7 separate regions of the Mus musculus genome follow, and all the other regions are linked to region 1. A link is a contact called in public Hi-C, HiChIP or PLAC-seq and promoter capture Hi-C data. All regions are on one chromosome and are shown on one strand. Each heading gives the region's core, a stretch centred on a gene start, on an enhancer-like site or on the middle of the called end of the contact. The rest is flanking DNA. Distances are from core to core; before and after follow the strand shown. Region 1 holds the start of Ptk2b (PTK2 protein tyrosine kinase 2 beta). Region 2 holds the start of Mir124a-1hg (Mir124-1 host gene (non-protein coding)). Region 3 holds the start of Hmbox1 (homeobox containing 1). Region 4 holds the start of Fzd3 (frizzled class receptor 3). Region 5 holds the start of Kif13b (kinesin family member 13B). Region 6 holds the start of Dock5 (dedicator of cytokinesis 5). Region 7 holds the start of Cdca2 (cell division cycle associated 2).

Region 1 (2,783 bases), core at 85-2,584:
TGCGCCCCCGCCCCCACCCGGTAGCTACTGTGAACCGCAAGAGTTTGTTGACCTGAGCACACTGCGGCTGCCTGGTACCCCTACCCTTTCCAAACCATGCATTGTCTCAGCGGGCTCCAGACTGGTACAAGATCTGCTAAGGTTCTTCTCCCTCCTGCTTTCCAATTCTCCCGGGCTAATGCCCCCCCCCCACACACACACACCCAACCCTCAGGTCCCAGCTTGGTTTCTTCAAGGAGCACAGCGGAATCGGAATCTTGCTTCCAGTATAGGGGTGATGGGAGATATTGGTGTCATCTGGCTGAGGGTGAGGGCAGGTGGCAGGACTTGGTGGGCCTCAGAACGTCACCCATATGCTCGCTGTTCACCCACCCAAAGCTTTGCCCACGCACAGCCTGGCAGCAGGAACAGCAGCCCAGAACTTAACCCTCAAGGGGCATGGGGAAAGCAGCTTCAAAATGAGCCAGTGCGGCTGGTGTGAACTTTGGAACTTCAGCACGAACACACACGCACACACACACACACACACACACACACACACACACACACACTACACACACTACACACACTATGGTATGGTTCCTCTTGGAGAACCCCGTTTGTCTTAAAGCTCCAGCTTCAGGGAAAAAAAACAACAAACAAACAAAAACAAAACGTCCCAGAGGCTGGGGATAGGGGTGGTGCAGGGGTGGGAAGATAGGCCACATGGGTGCCGAAGGGCACTGTGGAGAAGAGCGCGCCGTGCCTGGGCAGAGGTCTGAGCTAGAGCTGAAGTTGGGTTCTGAAGCCCTCGGTTGGGTTCGGAGTTCCCAAATCCAACCTTTAGAGACAAGCATTGTTGCTGAGCCGATTTCAATCGTGCCCCTAGTCGCCCCTCTCTGAATAAGATAACAGGACAAAAAGGGAGAAACACCCTTTAGTCTTAAAAAGAACTCCAAAAATAGATGCCTTCTCTAGCGCCCTCCCTAACCCCCTAGCTCAGGGCGGCAAGCTCAGGGAAAGCACCTGCTCCGCGCCTCCGACTTTCTGGGTCCTTGGCTACCTTTCCAGGAATTCTCAAGCTTCCCGAAGGACTGGAACTGTAGACCCTCTCCAGCTTTCCACTTAAGTCGAGCGATCGAAGTGTCCCTGACCCCGGCGCTGGGTAGGAACACGCAGGACTTACCCTCGGGCGAGGCGCGGACTCGGGCCAGGGCTCCGGGCTGGGCCAGGTGAGCGCAGCCGCCGCAGGTAGGACGCGCGGCTCTGCCTGCAGAGGCTGAGTAAGAGGCTGACAGGTTGTTTTTCCCCCTCCTCCTCTCGGTCGTTAACCACACCCCTGCTGCTCTCCTCTCCACTTCCTTAAAGGGTGGGGTGTGCTGTCTGTGTGTGCAGGCTCCAACCTCTTACCATAAACTCTGAAATAGATGCCGCCTGCAATTCCTGGAGCTGCCCGGCTGACCCGGGGGCCAGAGCCCATTGCCTTAGGGCCCCAATTGGGGTCCTCAGGTGCTCCGGACCTCTTGCAGTTGGTTGACCTCCAACTCCTACCACACCTGGCTTCTTCCAGGCACCCTTCTCTGCAGCCTTTAGTCACCAGACCTGACCCATGTTCTCAGCAGTGGCCCCCATGGCTCCACACCTTGAAATGGCCCTCACCCTAGGTCAGATAAATATTAGGGATGCCCGATATGACTGGTACAGGATTGGAAACACCTAGGACTGGGTTTCTGAGCCCAGACCCTGGAGGACCAGAACACAGTCCCAAAACAGTCGGGGAAGGGGTTGGGAATGTAGCTCAGACGGTAGAATGTGTGTCTAGCCTGGATTCCATTCCCAGAACCAAAGGCATAATACTGAGTGTAGGTGGTGGATATCTGTAATTCCAACGCTCTGGAGGTCTATCCTTGGCTATGAGGTGAGTTCAAGATGAGGCTAGGCTGAAAGAGATCATGTCTCAAAAACAAAACAAAACAAAACAAAACAAACAAACAAACAAACAAACAAAAAAACCCCAAACCCCAAAACCCAACCCCAACCCAGCATTAATAACAACAAAACCAGAAAAGACTAGAGAAGCCTTACAATGATTTTCTTCTGTGGCCCTCTCCCTGCATCAGTTTGTATCCGTGACCCTCCGAAGAGGCTGGCCATCTCTTTACTGCATCAGTAAGGCAGTGGTACTTGAGGCAGATCTAAAGTACTAAGTTGCGACATCATTTACTTCTCTAGCCCGAGAAAGATTCTGACTTTCTCCTAAGTGGAGGTCAGTGAGCTGGACTTAGCAGGAGACCCTGCCCCAGACATCTTTATCCTGTGCCCTTTGGGGTTTGGGGTTTAGTCACAGTTCTGTCTCTGATAGTAGCAGTCCTGAGACTGCAACATCAAGCTGCCCAACTCCCTGTGAAAGCCACAGTTTTCATGATGACACTTCTTCACCCTACCCCACCTCCAAGTTCAACAGACCTGCTGCCCCAGGAGACCATCAGAAGCTACCAACACTCATCTTTCAGAGTGGTGGTGATGGCTTCTCAAGAGAAAGCAGACTTAATTAATTAAGAACTCAGGAGGCAGAGGCAAGTAGAATTCTGAGTTCAAGACCAGCATGATCTACTGAGTGAGTTACGGGACAGCCAGGCTACAGAGAAAAACCCTGTCCCGAAAAACCAATAGCAATAATCATAAAATCAATTAAAGCTATAAAGTTCATATGTCTTAAGATGTAACAAAATGTAGATTTTAGCTGTATCCTCCATGTCTACTAAAAACCCTATCTAAAGCTAGCGTCACCCACCCTCAAATGC
Region 2 (2,839 bases), core at 322-2,821, 1.7 Mb before region 1:
TACCTAACAATTGACAGAAACAGAAATGGCCTTCCATCCAGGGGGCATCCCCGGAGGTCCATCAGGGCTAGGTGGGCGCCGCGGCCACCACCCTCTGCACTGGCCATTGACAGCCACAACATTTAAGACTGCTTTTAGCTTTCCGAGTTTGTTCTCCCCTGTCTAGATGTCTTGAATTCAACATAGCCCAAGAAACAGTTCAGTTTTTTTTGTTTGTTTGTTTATTTGTTTCTTTTAAGTCATCAAAGAAAAGCAGGCGTAGGGAAAGCAGATGGGCCTGCGTGAGCAGGTCGGGGCTGCCTCGCGGCTGCCGCAATAGCCCTTTGGGAAGACAGATTTCTCATCGCAGGCGCGGGGGCTCGAGTGGGGGAAGGTCTTTTTGGTTCGCTCTTATGGGGGACATTCATTCTTGGTCCTTCTTTAAGCCACAGCTAACTCTGCTCTTGGAAAAGAAAAACAGTTACACAGCCACACAAGTACAACAAAAGGCGCCTCCCCGAAGTGGCTCTCCACGTCCGCAGGACGGGTGGCTGGACGTGTAGACGCACTTTTGTGCCTCTGTAATCTCGGACGTCCATCTGGCCCCGGCGGGCGAGGGCGGGCGGGAGGGCGCGGGCAGGGGAGGAGCGCGCGCACGCAACTAGAGGCGCGAGCACGCGCGCCCGCTCTCCTTCACTTTCACCTTGACTGCGGGGGGGGGGGCGTTGGTGGGGGCGACAAGAGACTATGGTCCTCCATCCCCCCACCTTCCGCCATTCGTCTTCCCACCCCCAGCACTGTCCTGCCCAGACGCCAGCCTAGGGAGGGGTGAGGAGGAGGCTGCACTGGCGCTCGGGTCGCCGCACCGCCCCGCAGCCTCGCGCTCTCCGCAGTGACAGCAACCACAACCGCAGCAGCACCCAGCTCCATCCTCACCAGCCTGGCTGAGCTACAGCCCGGCAATTCGGGCTGAGGACGACAAGCAGAAGGTGTGCAAGTGCCCCCGAGCTCCCCACTCCATTGACCGAAGCTCAAGAAACCGGGAGTGGGCTAGCGGCGGTATTGCACGGAGGGGACTGAGAAAAAGAGGACTGGAGACCATGAAGCTATTCAGGCAGGGGTAGGATTGAGCCCCCCGAGTCCACCCAGAGGACTTTGGCAGGGTCTGGGGCGGCCAGGGTGGCTTCAAGGGATCGGAGGGCTCTGACCACTGCAGATGCGGCGCGTGTGGGTGCGGTGAAAGCACCCACTTCTCCCAGGATCTAAACGGATAAACGGAAGCGAGTGTAAGTGTGGGGGTGCGAATCGCCACCTCCGGCCTTGGCTTTCCCGTTCGTGAGAGCACCCCCACTTCTCACTTTCCCCAAATCCGCATTTTTCTTGGCACAACCCTCCCGAACACCGAGCGAGGAGAGGGAGGTGCCCGGGGGCAGTGAGAGTGACGTGTGCTGGTGCAGAGGGGGGGGGGGGGGGCTGCGGGCCGGGCTCTGTGGACCTACTCCTAATCCTCTTGTTTTCGGAACTGTCAGCAGATGTGGCTTCTCTTAGCTGAATAATCCGTTAAAGGAATAATAATTTTTAAAAAGGACCTCGGCCTCACCCAACGAGGACAGTGAAGGAGATCAGCTCTTGGTAAGACTAAAAGAAAAGGCACTAAATTCTCTGCGTCCCTCTCTCTGTCTTCCTCTCAATCCCCTCACCCCCTCCCCCTCTCTTCTCTCCTCACCCCCCCCCCTTTCTCCCCCATCCCCTGCAATCCGCACTCGACGCGAGTTCACGCGCAGGGCTGGATTTCCAAGCTGCACTGCAACTTCTCAGCGCGTTATTATTATTCATCTGAGGGTGCAGCCTCTGCAACCTTCGCCTCCTGCGCTAGCATCCTTCCCCCTCGACCGCGGCCACCAGCAGAGCGGTTTCTTCTGCACGCGTGCTCTGGTTCACCAGAGGAGGATTCTGGCTTTTTGCTTTTTTGTTTTGGTGGTTTGGTTCGGTTTGGGGTTTTTTTTTTTTTTTTTTTTTTTTTTTTTTTGGTTTTGTGTCTTAATTCTTTCAGGGTCATCGCCAGGATGCTTTTCCTCCGGCCAGGTGGAGCCAGCATCAGCGCCTGCCAGCAGCAATTCCCTTCAATAGCCGAGGAAGCACTTGGGGCTTGGCCAGGGAGGCCGCTCCTTGCTTGCGGGGCTGACTTTAGCCTCCACTACTCTCCCGCATCCATCTGCGTGTATATTATCCCCATCCCTTTTTATTCCAATAGATCCGCCTTTGGTTTGGACTGGCTGAAACGCGGCGGACTGCAACCAGGATCCTTTAAAGGAGAACAAAAAGATGAGGATATTGTGCGGGGGTTCCGGGACAAAGCGTCTTGGGACGCGCGGAACTCTGGCTCCCCGATTGGAGAGATCAACGCTGCCCAACAGTACCCGGCCGGACCTGCGGACCTCTGAGGTTATTCGGACTCAATTTTATTGATTTTTGTGGCATGCTTTAAAAGGGTCAGTGTTAGGTAAAGACTGTGTCCCCCAACCCTGTGGGGTGGGTGGGAAGCTGAACGGAACCGATCCAGTTAGATTTAACTTGTCCTCTATGCCCTCTACCTGGCTTTTTTGAGCCATTGGGAAGGAGAATGGGGAAGGCTTAGAAAAGAGAAAGGGGGGGGGGGGACGACTGCCTGAAAGGATAAGGCACTAGTAGGGAGTGGGATGGACCAGGTGAGGGAGGTCTGTGGGTTAGGAAGCACCTTCCTCACTCTGGTGCACTGGGTGGGTTTGTTCAGGGAATGGCAACGTGGGTGTCTGTTGAAAGCAGTCTTGTGAAATTGACATGTACATGCATAAGGTGACTGGACTTGTGTGTAAACAGA
Region 3 (2,700 bases), core at 156-2,655, 1.3 Mb before region 1:
GTTTTCAAGCATTTGTGACACAGAACAGGGTGGGGTAGAAGAAAAAACAAAACAAACAACAAAAAACAAAAAACAAAAAACAAAAAAAGACCACAGCGCCTTTCAGCGCACAGTCAACCCTCTTCTCCGCAAAAAATTTCCAACAGTTTTTTCAACTACGAAAATAAGTCGCCTTATCTACCTCAGGATACAGAGCAGACGTTCTGTCTCATTAGAAGACAGCGATGCGGATGGCATTTAGCACTCGAGATTCCCAGCCCCACGTTCCCGAATTTTAAATAACTGGCAAGCTACTGAGCATGAAGATGACAAGATACCTCTACTTACTGTTTCGGGGTGAAGGTGGGTGGAGGACTCCTTTCAAAGTAGCCCCAATAGTGTAACCCAAACACGGTTCCGGAATAAAATACTAAGAGACACTTTTCCTTTCCCACCTTTAGCTGCCGACTTGAGGCAAAGATGCATCTCCACATCACATCATCTATATAGTCCTGCCGGGAGTTTGGGGTGGAGACTGGCCCAGAGTAGGGCACCGAGTGTGAGCTGGGCGCCCAGACACTAACGAGTTACTGAGCCCCCCCAAACCCTGCACAAGATCCTTGGACCAAAAGTCCAGCCCGGGACTCCTGCGTGCTTCCCAAGCCCAGGCCGCTTATCTCTGACTCCAGCCATCTAACTTACCATCTACAGACATTCCTTCAAGACGATCGCAGCACCCAAGTACACGTCACAGTTTAAAACACAGCGAGACACTCCCCAAACAAACCAGCACACCTCGAAACCACCTTACAGTTTCTCAAACTCCCAAGCAGGAAGACCCCCCAACTCCAGGATTCAAACCTTCCGCCGGTCCTGAAGACCAGAGAGAAGTTGGGAAGCCATCGACGCCTCTCCACGCCCGCCCCTCACAAACTGCCCCACCCCACAGCCCGCGCACGGCCGCCCCCTCGGAAGTACCCCTACTTGCTCCCCTATGCTCAACCTGGCTACTCCAGAGACCCATCTGTGGCGCCTACTCACTTTCTCTCCCCCCCAAACATCTCGACATTTTTTTTTCCTTAAAGTAATGAGAGAAGTGAGGAAAAGAGACTTGAGGCAGTCCAGCTTGCAAACGACCCCACTCACCTTGGAAATCCAGCTGAGAGTTCTCTGCACCCTGCTCAGCCCCCTCCCCAGCGTCCCAGTGCAAGGCTGAGGGAGGGAGGAGGAAGGCGGGAGGGGGAGGGGATCTTCACCGCGGGGCGCCCTGCGGGAGGGGCTGAGGAGGGCTCCAGGCCCGCGCAGGAAGAGCCTAGGGGGGAGGGGAGGCCCCTATCTCCCAGTCTCCCCCTGAAAACCTCCCTTGTCTCAATCACATCAGACTGACTGTCTTTGTCTGGCTGACAACCGCCATATTGATAGCAACAGCCCCGCTCCCACCTGCTGCCGCTGGGCATCCCTGGGAGTTGTAGTTTCCGGTTCCCTAGAGGAAAAGTGCAGAGTTGAGGGTCTGAGGCCCTAGGGAACTACAGCTTCCAGCAGGCACTGCGCCCATACGCCTTCCCACAGGGAGGAGGGGAGCTGGGAGCTGAAATCGTGCGGACTACACATCCCAGAATACCATGGATGCTAGACCCAGATGAGGGACATGATATCATGCTGGGATGGAAAGGAAGGATGAATTGGCGGCGGCGATGAATTTGAGCGGACGGAAGGAGGTGATTAGAGAGAAAAGGGAGGAAAAGGAAAGACGCCCACAGTGCCCATGATACCTGCAGTAAAACTACATTTCCCGTGAGGCTCTGGAAAATGCTTAAGGAGTGAAGACTCCAAGTCCCGCGATGCTCTGGGCTATAGAGATTAAACCGGAAGATCCTTCCCTGTCTTTAGAAGTGAAGAGACTGGTACTGAACAACCAAAAGTCCGATATGAAACTGGTGAGTTTCCACTACTAAGTCAGAGGGCAAAGGTAATGAATGCTATATATCTTTGGAGTCTGTCGCCTCCACCATGATTTATCACGGAGGGAGGTCAGCACTTAAAAATTATAAAGTGAGCTGGGTTTTGCGATTGGGATTTGAATTCCCGCTTGCTCACATCCCACAGCTCCTGCATCTGTCAGGAGGTCTTCATTACTGTTTGGCAGATCCCTTTGGCCGCACGTGAGGTTGTATGTTACATTTCTTCACCCTTGGGCTAAAGATAGGCTCCAAAACTTTGGTTTGGTCATGTTTCTCAGCCTGCACCTGAGAGCTATAATAGATCATCAACCACTTTCCACTTAATGAGCACTTGAGTGGACTCCTACTGATATTGCGAGGCTGGATTCCGATCTGAACAGAAAGTAGGAGCGATCAGACAGAAGGTCTAAATGTCCTGTTACTCCTAACTGCAGTTCGAATTACAAGAAAGAGATGCTAAAGGGTGGTGCCCTTGAAGGATTCCCGTCTAAAGCCTGCTTGAAATAAACAGCTCTAGATAAAACATGCCTCCTGAAGAAGTAACTGTGTGGCAAAACACTAAGCTGACAGGTGGCCTTTTCAGATATTTGCTTTGCCCCATTTTTCTGAGCACACCGTTCTAACAAGTTGTTTTATTCAAGCTTAATGGAATAAGTAATAGAGTAATAAGGAAATTGAACGCAGGTGTGAAATGCTTGTCGTCGCCCTCCTATTCCCTACATTCTCACTGCCAACTTACTGTAGAATCTTCCTAATTGCT
Region 4 (2,700 bases), core at 100-2,599, 1.0 Mb before region 1:
GGAGATTCTCTTGCTTTAGTTTCCGATTACTCAAATTACAGGCATGAGCCATTATCATGCACAACTTGAGTACCCGCTTCTTAATACACAACTAGATTTATCTAGTCCTCTTCTAGCCCATTATGCCCAGTAGACCACCGAGGACCAAAGCAGGCTGAGAAGGGAGGTGGCATCCTTAAGCCCAGCTGGTCTTTGTTTCCCTGCTCTCATGTACTGGTTTTGCAAAGCAACCCAATTCCCATCAACAAACATTCTGGATGTACTGAAGGACTTTCCCACCGTGAGATTTAAGCTGGTGCGTCTGTTCGGCAGTCTGAGAAATTCAGAAGGGAGCTAAAAATTGTGATTCTATCATTGGGCGAAAACCCAGACCTCTCGAGACGTTTTTCAACTTTAAGTCTCTTCTGCCTAATTAATGGCATGTGCTTTTGTTCTTTTTCTACCCACAAGAGGGAAAGAATAGGAAAAGGGAGGAGAAAAGAAAAATGAAAAAGCCCTCTCCTCTTCCCTTGAGGAAGTCCCTACCTCCAAGAGTCCCAAGATGCGAAAAGCCTATGGGATGTTTACAACCTTAACGTTACCCGCATCTCAGTGCCTTTATTCCAGAGGCTAGGAATTCACGCCGCATCCCAGGGCAAATCTGCCGACCCCGAGTCCCCACCGCGGGGGTACCTGGGGAGCGCGCGGCGCTGGGAGCCTCCGACTTTGCAAACTGATGGGCAGCAAGGGACAACTTTTGGGCGCTGGGTGTCAGGGGTCGGCCGGGGGCTGCAGGGAAGCAGCGGCGCCGGAGCTCGGCGCATCGTCCTCCCGCCCACGCCCCCGCGGCGCCGAGCGCAGAAACCGGCTGGGCCCGGCCTCGCTCCCCGCAGGCGACCGGCGCGGGGACCCGCCGCGTCCACACTCGCACAGGTTGCCCGGCGCGGGCGGGACGTACCGGCCCCGCCGCTTTCCCAGGGCATCCTCGCTTAGAGCGGCCGCGGCCCCGAACTCCGCGCCGCCCACTCCGACCCGGCTCCGGCCGGGCCGCTCGCCAGCCGCAGCTCCGCGCCCGCCTCGGCAGCGCCGGCCTCGGGCTTTTGTTCGGCCGCGACGCGAGCAGCGAGCGCCGCCTGACGAGGGGCGGCTGGGCTGGGGCAGGCGCCTCGGCGCTCTCCACACGCAACGCTCCTCTCCCGCCCTCCCGGCCCCGGAGGAAACGTCGGCCGCACGACTCACCTCACCGCCGGCCTCCGGGCTCTCCCGGGCAGCGCCGCTGGCCCCGCAGGCAGCCGCGCGTCCCTCAGGTTCCCCGAGCGGCCGAGGACCGCAGGCGCGCCGAGCCTTCGCGAGCGTCGAGGCGCGCGGCCCGGGGAGGGAGGTGCGCGCGCACGTGCCGCGCATGCGCGCTACGGTCAGCCTCCTATCCAGCTCCTGGCTGTGCAGCGCTGACCGGCTTCGTTGTTCTCAGCCTGGCGTCCTAGGTGATAGTGACGTCTTGAGCGCCGCGCGTCGGTTTGGTGGTTCCCAGCGCTGGAGGCATTCATCCAACATGTGCCCAGTCCTTCTTGCAAAGTCCGCCTGAGCCAAGTTCTCAGTGCGGGTCCAGTGCGGAAGCCAGTGTGCCAACCTCGGACCTCGGGGACTCACGGTGAAGGGTAGTGCCGCGCACAGGTAGCAAGGGACACCCGGTCTGTTGCAACGCTGCACTCTGACCGGCGAAGCAGGTGCACACTTCGCGTCCTCTCCACCGAGACCTTACTATAAACAGACGGAGCTTGTGCTCGCTGGTGACATGCCTCATCTTCCGCTTAGAGGGCTCCCCACTCCCTTTGCTATATGCACGGCTTGAGGAGCTGAAAGATTTCTTTAGAGGTCATCTAAACACAATTTTATTTTTTCCCAACAGGGAGAAGAACTCTCAGAAAGGTTGGATGTCTTACTTAGTCACACAGCATTTTAATGGAAGAGCCTGTATTCAATTAATCGTGATTGCGTTTCTCTTTGTTACAGGGTTTTACCTATCTTTCTTTTTGTCCATCTTCAACTTAGAGTCCATGGCTTCATTTGGTTCTCTTGGTAGCTCACAGGACATACAGCAACGTTGGCCCTGTTGCAAGTGATTGTACTTGACACTACTGACCCTTATGTTTATAAATGGCTACGGTGAGAACATATGGGCTGAAGATACAGTTCTGTTGGTAAAACATTTGCTATACAAGCGGAAGAACCTGAGTTACATCCCCAGAACCCACAAAACAACAACAACAACAAAATAACAACAACAAAATCAGTCCTAATAGCAGGCACTTGTGGTCCCAGTGCTGGGGAGGTGGAGCCAGGGTGGGTCCTGGGGCTAGCTAGTCACTCAGCCTAGCCCATTTGGTGAATCCCCAGGCCAGTGAAAGATTTGTCTCAAAAAACTAGGTGGAGAGCAACTGACTAACACACCTGTAGTTGACCTCTGGCCCATAGGTGTACAGAGAGACAGATAACAAGAGACAGAGTCAGATATAATTTTTAAAAGGTTCTCAGGTAATTTAGTGAATGCTGAAAAGTCTTGTGCTCAGGTCAGTCTCACATCAGAATTGACAGAATTTGATAGGCCAGCGTGATAAACAAAATCTGAAATAGCAATTTCCACTTTCCTTATTGGCACTTGTGCAGCAACATTTTCAGGACAATAATGTTGATTCTTAGGGCCATTCCAGGCAAATCAGC
Region 5 (2,700 bases), core at 51-2,550, 1.6 Mb before region 1:
TTACAGACCAGCTAGGGCTAGATACAGAGGCAGGCGAGAGAGGCCTCAGGTCTGTTATTCCAGCTACTTGAGAGGGTGAGACAGGAAGATTGCAAGTAAAAAGCTAATTTGAGCAACTCATGTGGACCTCTATCAAAACCCAAAGCACAGGGGCTGGAGAGCTGGCTCACTGGGCTCTATTCTCTGCCCCTATGTGGTGGCTCGCAACTCTCTGTAATTCTAGGTCCAGGGGATCGGATGCCCTCTTCTGAATTCAGCACAGGCATACAGATATACATTCAGGCAAACATCCATAAACATAAAAAAAGAAGAGAAAAAGAAGTAAAAAAACAAAACAAAACAAACCCCAAAAACCCCACCCATCCAATGAAAAACTATAACAAAACTCCAAACAGGGCCATTGAGATGGTTCAGTGGGTAAATGTTCTGGCTTGCTAGCCAGATAACTGAATTCCATCCCTAGGACCCACAGGGTAGATAGAAGGAGAGAACTGACTCTTGAAAGTTGTCTTTTGACACATGCTCCCACATGTGTACACACACACACACATCCAATAAATAAATAAATAAATAACAAGTACATTACACAGAAGGGGAAAGGCCCAGCACCAACAAGGCAGTGTATGTATTTTCCCAGCTCACTAGCCCATTCCTATTCTTAGAAGTGCCTTTTCTTTCTTTCTTTTTCTTTTTTCTTTTTTTGAGACAGGGTTTCTCTTTATATTCCTGGCTATACTGGATCTCATGCTATAGACCAGACTGGCCTCAAACTCAACAGCGATCAGCCTATTTTTGCTTCCCAAGTGCTGGGGTTAAAGGCCTGTGACACCATGGCCAGTTGGCTTTCTCTTTCTTAATAAACTATCTCTACTTTTATTATCTCAAAAAATAATAAAAGGAAGGCTGGGAATATAACTCAAGGATAGAGCGCTTGCCTACCATTCATAAAGTGCTAATTTTAATGTCCAGAAAACTCTCCACACGCACACAAAAGAGAAGTTAGGTGTTGCGGGATGGACAGGGAAAATCCTGCAACAGATAGGAAGGAAGGAAGAGAGAGGAAGAAGTAAAGAAAGAGAAGGAAAAGAAAGGAGAGGGAGGTACAGGAACAGCGGCACAATTGTAAAACGGCGACAGATGACTACAAGTTCCAGAGAGCGGCGCGCGAATTTTCCCGCCAGCGCCTCGGCCTGACTTGTGGGAACTACACATCCCAGCATGCCCCGGGACGCACCGGTCCTCGCCCCTCGTCGGTCCCGCCCCCTTTTCCCCCACAGCCCCCGCCCGCCGGGTTGGCCTCGGAGAGTTTGTCCGGTGGCCGAGGTAGACGGAGGTGCAGTGAGAACCCCGGCGGTAGCACGATGGGAGACTCCAAAGTGAAAGTGGCGGTACGGGTCCGGCCAATGAACCGACGAGGTGAGCGCTTGTCCCGGGCCGGGGGCGACAGGTGCCTGTGGTGGTAGAGCTTCGGCGTCCCGGGGGTCTCGGCGGGCTCCCTTCAGCGCGCGTGCGCCCTCGACGGCGCGGTCGGGCCCTCAGCCCTCCGCCCCGCCAGCTGTCACCGAGCTCTCCAGGCCTGGGGCAGCTCCGGCCTCGCAGTCCTCCTGTGTACGCAGCTCTTAGGGCGGACAGCCCTACTTTTCGATTTTCCACGTTCTCCCTTGAACCTGCACCTTGTGGCTGTTTGCAGAAAAGGAAGGACATGCATGCCTTCTTAGTTCTTTTCTGGTTTATGACTGTCGAGAGGTTTCCTTTTTTTCCTTTTGCTTGAAGTGATAGTCATCATCTCAACAATAAATAGTCTCAGTGCCAAGATTCTTGGGAAATTGTATCTTTCAGACATGCTCTGAAGTCTGTAGGGAGGGTAGAGAAAGTAGATAAACCCAGGACACGTAAATCATCTATCCAAGTTGGAAAGACTGAAGCCCAACTTGAATCCGGGGAGTAGCTGCTTTTTGCCTCTGTAGCTTCACCAGAGGGTGACTGGGCAGGGTACTTAAAATGAGGTGATGTGTTTGAAAACACTTTCTAGACAAGTCTTGTTATTGAGGTTGCTGCCGCGCTCCCGGGAGATGGAATTGCTGCTAATTGATTTAGACTACTGACTAGCTAGAGCCATTATTAAGTGCAGGAGTCATTTTCCAAGGTTTCTAGTTTGTTTTACTGTGTTTAAAGTCTAGTGTGTAGGAAATAGTTTTTCTGTCTCCTTGCCCTTTTGTGTATGTATTGAGGTAAGTAGGTGTAAAAGTTAACAAAGATTTCTCTGGTTGGTTGTTCCTTGGGAACTTGGTGTCTCTGTTTTCTTGTCGTTGGTTTGCCTACTTGAACCTGCTGAAGTCTATGAGGCAAGCTTTTCCCCTGAAGACGGAACTTTTTAAGCTCTCAGCTCATTGCCTCCTAACATCCAGGTTCTCACAAAACAGAGTGAGTAGCTTAGAAGTCTGAAAGTTTTCAGTTCTCCCATTTTTTGAGTATCCAGACATCTTTATTTTAGATCACTTCACCTCATTGTGATCATTACTGCGATTAAAAAAAAACTAAAGAAAAAAAGAAAACAGCCAAATGAAATCCGACATATCTGGGAATGATTCGGAAAGGAAGGGTTCAGCACATTCTTAAAATTTCCTTTTTGCAAAACCCTTGGAAATGTCAGTGCTGAAGGAGGCCTCTAACCAGCCACCACAGCAGGGTTTGGCACAG
Region 6 (2,700 bases), core at 114-2,613, 1.7 Mb after region 1:
AAAAAAAGGTTGAGAATTATGCATATATATATGTGTGTGTGTGTGTGTGTATATATACATATTTGCAAATGTACATATGCAGGCTTTCAATCTGCATCACATTATAATATACTAAAGACTGAAGGCGGTGTCTGAGTCCCGGTTACATAGGCACATAGGACTTCATGTCTGTCACGGCAGACTGATAATTTCAGGCAGTGTTCCTGTGGGTCCAGGACTTGAAGGAAAAGAGGTGCGCTGACAGGAGTGAAGTAAGGGGTTGCATTTCAAACGCGCCAAGTGAGTGGACCTGAGAGAAAGTGATAAAATTCCCACACAACACACTTGTTTATTCCAGAGGCTCCATTTAAAGTCTAATTCTCCTGGCAATCGTCCGGCTAAAGGTGAGTGCTTCCTCCCTGACCTGGCTCAATGAAAAGTGAAAGTGGAAAGTTTTTCCACCTGGGTCCAACCCCTCAACGCCAAGGTTTCAGATCCAAACCTAGAGGCCAGAGTTCAGCAATGACGGAGCGCTAGGGTACTGCGAACACAAACGCCACCCGCTTGCGCGGAACCTACCCTCTTCCTGCCCCTGGGGGGAAGCTGTGTCACACCTCTCCAACCACGCCAGTAGGTCAGATGGGTGTCCTCACAAACAGCCCCAGGACCCCCTTGCCCTCCTTCCCACGCCTCACACTTCCTGCCTCTTCCATCACCTCTACTGGCAACTTCGGCTTCCCATTTTGTCTTTGACTGCGATCCGGACTGCAGTCCCAGGGAGGGAGGGAGAGAGGGAAAGGGACTCTGGAGCTTCCAAGTGGGATCTGGGGAAGGGCACTCGCAAAGCGCACCGTCCCACGTGCGGCCCTCGCTGGCCACCAACGGCAGTGGGGACCTGGCGCGTTCCCACAGTGTGCGCCACTAGAGTTGGGGTTCGGATAGGGGAGGATCAGAGTCCCCAAGCCTAAAAGCACTTTTACACCAGAGCGGGCTAGACTCCCGGGGTGCAGCAGCGGGACCGAGTGGCCGAGTGTGCGCGAGCTCCGCGGGGCCAAAGTGGACTCCCGGGCGCTCGGGCGAGGGTGGGGCGGGGCAAGCACTCACCAACCCCATACTTCTGCCTCTTGGTAGGGATCCAACGGGCCATGGCGACGACCTCGCCCCGCGGCGCTAGCGGCTACAGACACTCGTGCTCGGAGCGCTGCTGCGCCGGCCGGACTCCTCCGCCATGTTCCGGCAAAACTTGGACGACTTTGGCGCGCCGGCCGCGTCTACGCCGTCCCGCCTCGCTCGCGCCCGGGGCCCCGCACGCACGCCCGCTCGCCCGCGGTCACCTGCTGGGACCGGCGGCCGTGCAGCCCCGCGCGCCCTCCCCGGCGCCGCCCGGGCTCCTCCCGCTGGCCGCGCCCTCTGCGCCCCGGGGCCGCCCGCCTCCCCCGCCGGCTCCGCCTCGCCCGGCTGGAGCCGCAGCCCGGAGCCGCCCGCCCGGTCCTCCCAGCGTCGGCTCTGCGATTGCCCAGCGCTCCCGGGCTGCTGCGCCGCCGAGCGCGGAGGAGGAGCTGGTGAGAGTCACCGGTCGCCTCCGGACGCTCAGTAAATATTTGTTGAATGAATGAGCCGTGAGCTCCCGCCTTCGCCTCCGGGAGCGTCTGCTGCAGCCCCGAGAGAGCCGGAAGCCGAGCTTCAAGGTCCGCAGAGAACTGGTGCAAGGGACACGGGCGCTTCAGAAGTAGACGTATCCAATCTAGAAGACCCTCCGTTAGGACACTGTTGACAAAGCGCTAATCCGGAAACCCCAAACTCAGGGATTTATTTCTCCTCAGTTGCAGCAACACAAACTTTCACACTAAGGGAAGAAGTTCGCTCCAAAAGGTTCCCCTTTCCAACTGACCCCCTGCCCAGAAGGCATCCTTGTGGGGAGGACCCCAGAACATCTACCACCACCACCACCACCCCACCCCCCAACTCCCACCACTGTCCTTTTTCAGCCTGGGACTGAGGACTCCAAAAGGCAGTTGTGCGTTAAACTACACAGGGGTGCGCTTGGCGCCCTCTGCCGGCGGGGAGACGCGCTTCCATCTTGGAGAGACCTCCAGAATGAAAAAGCTACTTAGTAGTAAGGACACCTCACACTTAGAAGTAAAATTTCAGACTAACCAGCCAACCAGTTAGCTTCGCCATCTGAAAAATACCTCTTGCGGGAAATTGTGTTGTTCTTGGAGTCTGTGGAGGCTTTCTTGCCGGTTTGGAACCTGACAAGAACAGAACATGTAATTAAAACACACAGTAATAGACAGTAATGCTTGATTAGAGATGAGTGAACTCTGATGACTTTTTGCAAACCATGCCTGAATATATATATATATATATTAGTCTTGGTTTTCCTCCTGAGAAAGTAAGTTCTGAACTTAAAGTCCTGGTTGAAAGAAACAATAGGTACTTATGACCGTGCTTCAGCCATCTTTCTTAAAGTGGTTCAGTCGCATCTCTTTTTTTTTAATGCCAGTTTTTATTCTTGATAGTTGAGATCTTAAAGTTGAGTATGATTACATAATGTGTCATTTATCTCCTTTGTGATTTAAAGTTACATGTTCATTGTATACTTAATACTGAATATTTAGAAAAATAAAATCACCAAAAATTCTAAGCAATAGGGAAGCAATCAACCAAACTACAAACTGAGCTACTGTACTAAGCAGTTCTCAAAAGAAGAAATTAAAA
Region 7 (2,700 bases), core at 53-2,552, 1.4 Mb after region 1:
AAAAGAACCCTAGCCCTAGATTTACTTCTCCATTGGGAATTTCATTCCTGAAGCTAAAGAAAATCATTATCTGGGTCAATTTTCTGTTTGGGATTTTTGAATGAGGCACACGGCCTTGTCACTTTTACCGGTTCTCAACTACCTTTCAATGCCCTCTGATTTTCATACACACTGTTTTCTAGGGTGCACACAAAGCACAACTGATTCAGAAACATTGCTCTATTTGCTGAGCTGTGCCGAACAAGCAAGTCTGCAGGGTCAGCATAAATACACACAGAAGGAGTGTCAGGCAGTACAGACATGTATAATTGGGGCCTACTACAGTTACTGTTAAATTTGAAAAAAAAAACTATGCAATCCAAGAACTTCTCTTACCGGAAGAGGTCTTAACAAAGCTTTCAGGTGTAATTCCCAACTGCTCTACGGTTACTGTGGTGAAGTCCAAAGGTGACTTAAAGGTATCAGGGGTGCAAAGATTAGGAGTCGCATCTGCTACATGCTTCTGAGGAGTCACAAACGGTTCAGTTCCCAATCTAAAAACGTCATTTTCTGAAAACGGACAGCACATTGGGGGTGTTAATACATCAAAACACTCAAATCTTCCATCTAACGAGGGCAACAGGTCACCACATACCAGAATTATTAAGGACACACTCCTTGGATTCAGAGAGAGGCTTGTCGTGTGAACTCGCATCCATCTAAAAGATGAGGAAGTTAGAGAAAAAAATGTGAAAAATAACCTCACTATAAGCCAAAAACAATGTGACAGAACTCTAAGGCAATCAATACCAGGGGACCACAGGCTGGGGCGTTCTGATTAAAGAAACGGCGGGAGGTACTATTGACTAAACAAAGCGGACCGAACTGATTTATCAGGGCTTTGCATCCCTGAACCCCGGCCGGATAGCAGGCCTACCTCTCCCGCCCAGGACCCTGCGCGTTCCCTCGGACGACTACGACAAGCGTCGCGGAGGCTCCGTTTCAGAGAGCACCAGAGGCCGGGGAAGGGAGCCGGGCTGGCCTCCTGCCGGCCGCTGCACACCAGACACACCACGTCCGGCCGAAGCGGTCAAGCTTCACTTGCCCGCCAGCAAATTCAAACCGCGGCCACGCCCCCGCGGAGGGATACCCACGAGCCGTGGACCACGTGTGACGTGGGTACCGCTCCCTCCGGGCCTCACCCTCGTGCTTTCGAACGGCGCAGGGAGACCTCCGTGGATCCCGGAAAAAACACGGCCAGCCCTAAATGACCCTGGCGAGACAGAGCTGCAGCAAAAAGGTGTCCTGGGGTCTACCAGTGAGTTCCGCGGAGCAACACTTCAAATGCCACCCCAAACCTTGGATTGGCTGCTGGAAACTTCGAAAATGAATCACTAGACCAATCGAGACAGAACCGCCGGATGGCTAGTTTACCCTATTAGCCAATCCCGATACCAACCGTTACCTCGGTGGGTGGGTACAGTAGAAGGGGCAAAAGCCTAGCGAGGAGCTGATTGGTCTATGGGACTTCGGCGTCCCGCCTCTTCCTTAGACCCAGTCTCTTTATGCAAATGAGCACTCCTACACTCCAACGTGCGCCTGCTCAGTAACGCTTAGAGCGGCCCTTTGCCCAGTAGGTTCTTCTCTGATTCGCTGATACTCCATTCCGTCAACCAGCCCTCAGCCTCTCTTTCCTTCCACCGCCGTCTAGTGTTACTCTGAGCCCACCCCCCAGCCGGACTCTGATTGGCTAAATACTGGCCGGTACAGCGTGTTGATTGGCGCAGCTCAGCGTCGGTCTGGGCGCGGTTGGGGGGAAGGGCCGCTAGCAGGCTGAGGAGCCTAGGGGCGGGGTGGGAAGGAGGATCGGCCAACCCCGGGGTGTGGGACTGAGGGTGCGTGCGTGAGGAGTGTGGGGCCGACCAGGAAGGTGGCGAAGGGCGGAGAGTCCGGGTGGGAGGCGGGAGGGGTCTCGCGGGCGCGGAGCGCGGCGGGTGGCGGGCCGGGAGCGAGGGTGGCGGCTCCCTCAGGACCCGGCGCGGGCGGCGCGATGCGGCGGGTCACGCTGTTCTTGAACGGCAGCCCGAGCAACGGCAAGGTAAGCGGTAGCGGGGGCGCGACCCGGGGACCCCCGCAGCCTCCGACAGCCCGGGGCTGCTCTGCCGGCGGGGCTCCGAGGCGCCACTGTCACCTGAGCAGCTGGCCGAGGTCCCCTCCCACCTTCCCGCTGCGCCTTCCTGTCCTTATCGGTGCTGAGTAATGCTCTGCCCGGGGAGGAGGCAGTGATCATGGAGGCGGGTGACCCTGGCCAGGTCGGGAGAAGAAAACTCCAGGGGACAGTCGAGTGACATCCTCAGAATGTGGACCTGGTCTGAACCACTTTCCTTCTCTCTCAAGGTGCCCCGGGCCCCTTGCCCCGCCACCGTGCAAACTTTTATACATGTTTTACTGTGCCGCCTTGTTTTTGATTCCTTAGAGGACAGTGACAGCAGACCTTCGGAATGACTTGATTTGACAGTAGCCTTAGCTGCATTTAGGCCTCTGTGGAGGGCGTGGTGCTAAATATTTTTCCGATGTTGCAGCTGCCTCTTGCCCCACCCTTGAAAGTTATTCTTTGGAAAATGTTGGCTGTTTCTGGCGGACTAGTAATGTGTGGTTAAATGACTGCCCCACACATACCTAAGCCTGATTAAAGTCTCAAAAGTAATGAACCCTTTTAAA

What was found. Promoter capture Hi-C pulls out the DNA fragments that hold promoters and counts their contacts. A called contact is a pair of places that touch in the nucleus more often than the background predicts. HiChIP or PLAC-seq counts read pairs in DNA pulled down with a chosen protein or histone mark. Capture Hi-C pulls out chosen DNA fragments and counts their contacts.
Region 2: an H3K27ac HiChIP or PLAC-seq map of embryonic stem cells shows a contact between it and region 1, with 5 times the contacts expected there. The contact joins the promoter of Mir124a-1hg here to the promoter of Ptk2b in region 1. A contact is called at or near these places in 1 of 39 promoter capture datasets (stem cell-derived epiblast-like cells) and 1 of 115 datasets of contacts at active chromatin or transcription factors (embryonic stem cells).
Region 3: a promoter capture Hi-C map of pre-B cells shows a contact between it and region 1, with 4 times the contacts expected there. The contact joins the promoter of Hmbox1 here to the promoter of Ptk2b in region 1. A contact is called at or near these places in 3 of 39 promoter capture datasets (the C10 cell line, hippocampal neurons and pre-B cells).
Region 4: a contact with region 1 is called in a promoter capture Hi-C map of stem cell-derived epiblast-like cells, with 4 times the contacts expected there. The contact joins the promoter of Fzd3 here to the promoter of Ptk2b in region 1. A contact is called at or near these places in 3 of 39 promoter capture datasets (hippocampal neurons, liver and stem cell-derived epiblast-like cells).
Region 5: a contact with region 1 is called in a promoter capture Hi-C map of pre-B cells, with 4 times the contacts expected there. The contact joins the promoter of Kif13b here to the promoter of Ptk2b in region 1. A contact is called at or near these places in 2 of 39 promoter capture datasets (liver and pre-B cells).
Region 6: a contact with region 1 is called in a promoter capture Hi-C map of liver, with 2.4 times the contacts expected there. The contact joins the promoter of Dock5 here to the promoter of Ptk2b in region 1. A contact is called at or near these places in 2 of 39 promoter capture datasets (both in liver) and 1 of 9 other capture datasets (liver).
Region 7: a contact with region 1 is called in a Hi-C map of pre-B cells, with 6 times the contacts expected there. The contact joins the promoter of Cdca2 here to the promoter of Ptk2b in region 1. A contact is called at or near these places in 1 of 39 promoter capture datasets (liver), 1 of 484 Hi-C or Micro-C datasets (pre-B cells) and 2 of 115 datasets of contacts at active chromatin or transcription factors (pro-B cells and thymic regulatory T cells).

The regions. Positions count from the first base shown.
Region 1 is chr14:66,279,718-66,282,500 of GRCm38.p6, forward strand. Ptk2b (PTK2 protein tyrosine kinase 2 beta) reads right to left here and starts at 1,335. Exons shown (of 31, transcript NM_001162366.2): 1 at 1,166-1,335.
Region 2 is chr14:64,586,544-64,589,382 of GRCm38.p6, forward strand. It overlaps Mir124a-1hg (Mir124-1 host gene (non-protein coding)), which reads left to right and starts at 1,572. Exons shown (of 4, transcript NR_040709.1): 1 at 1,572-1,611; 2 at 2,234-2,424.
Region 3 is chr14:64,948,452-64,951,151 of GRCm38.p6, forward strand. Hmbox1 (homeobox containing 1) reads right to left here and starts at 1,406. Exons shown (of 10, transcript NM_177338.6): 1 at 1,126-1,406. Ints9 (integrator complex subunit 9) reads left to right here and starts at 1,842. Exons shown (of 17, transcript NM_153414.5): 1 at 1,842-1,916. The coding sequence starts at 1,908.
Region 4 is chr14:65,261,114-65,263,813 of GRCm38.p6, forward strand. Fzd3 (frizzled class receptor 3) reads right to left here and starts at 1,350. Exons shown (of 7, transcript NM_021458.2): 1 at 1,219-1,350.
Region 5 is chr14:64,651,241-64,653,940 of GRCm38.p6, forward strand. Kif13b (kinesin family member 13B) reads left to right here and starts at 1,301. Exons shown (of 40, transcript NM_001081177.2): 1 at 1,301-1,416. The coding sequence starts at 1,362.
Region 6 is chr14:67,932,209-67,934,908 of GRCm38.p6, forward strand. Dock5 (dedicator of cytokinesis 5) reads right to left here and starts at 1,364. Exons shown (of 52, transcript NM_177780.3): 1 at 1,084-1,364. The coding sequence starts at 1,126.
Region 7 is chr14:67,714,308-67,717,007 of GRCm38.p6, forward strand. Cdca2 (cell division cycle associated 2) reads right to left here and starts at 1,303. Exons shown (of 15, transcript NM_001110162.1): 1 at 917-1,303; 2 at 635-698; 3 at 376-549. The coding sequence starts at 698. It overlaps Kctd9 (potassium channel tetramerisation domain containing 9), which reads left to right and starts at 1,791. Exons shown (of 12, transcript NM_001111028.1): 1 at 1,791-2,077. The coding sequence starts at 2,030.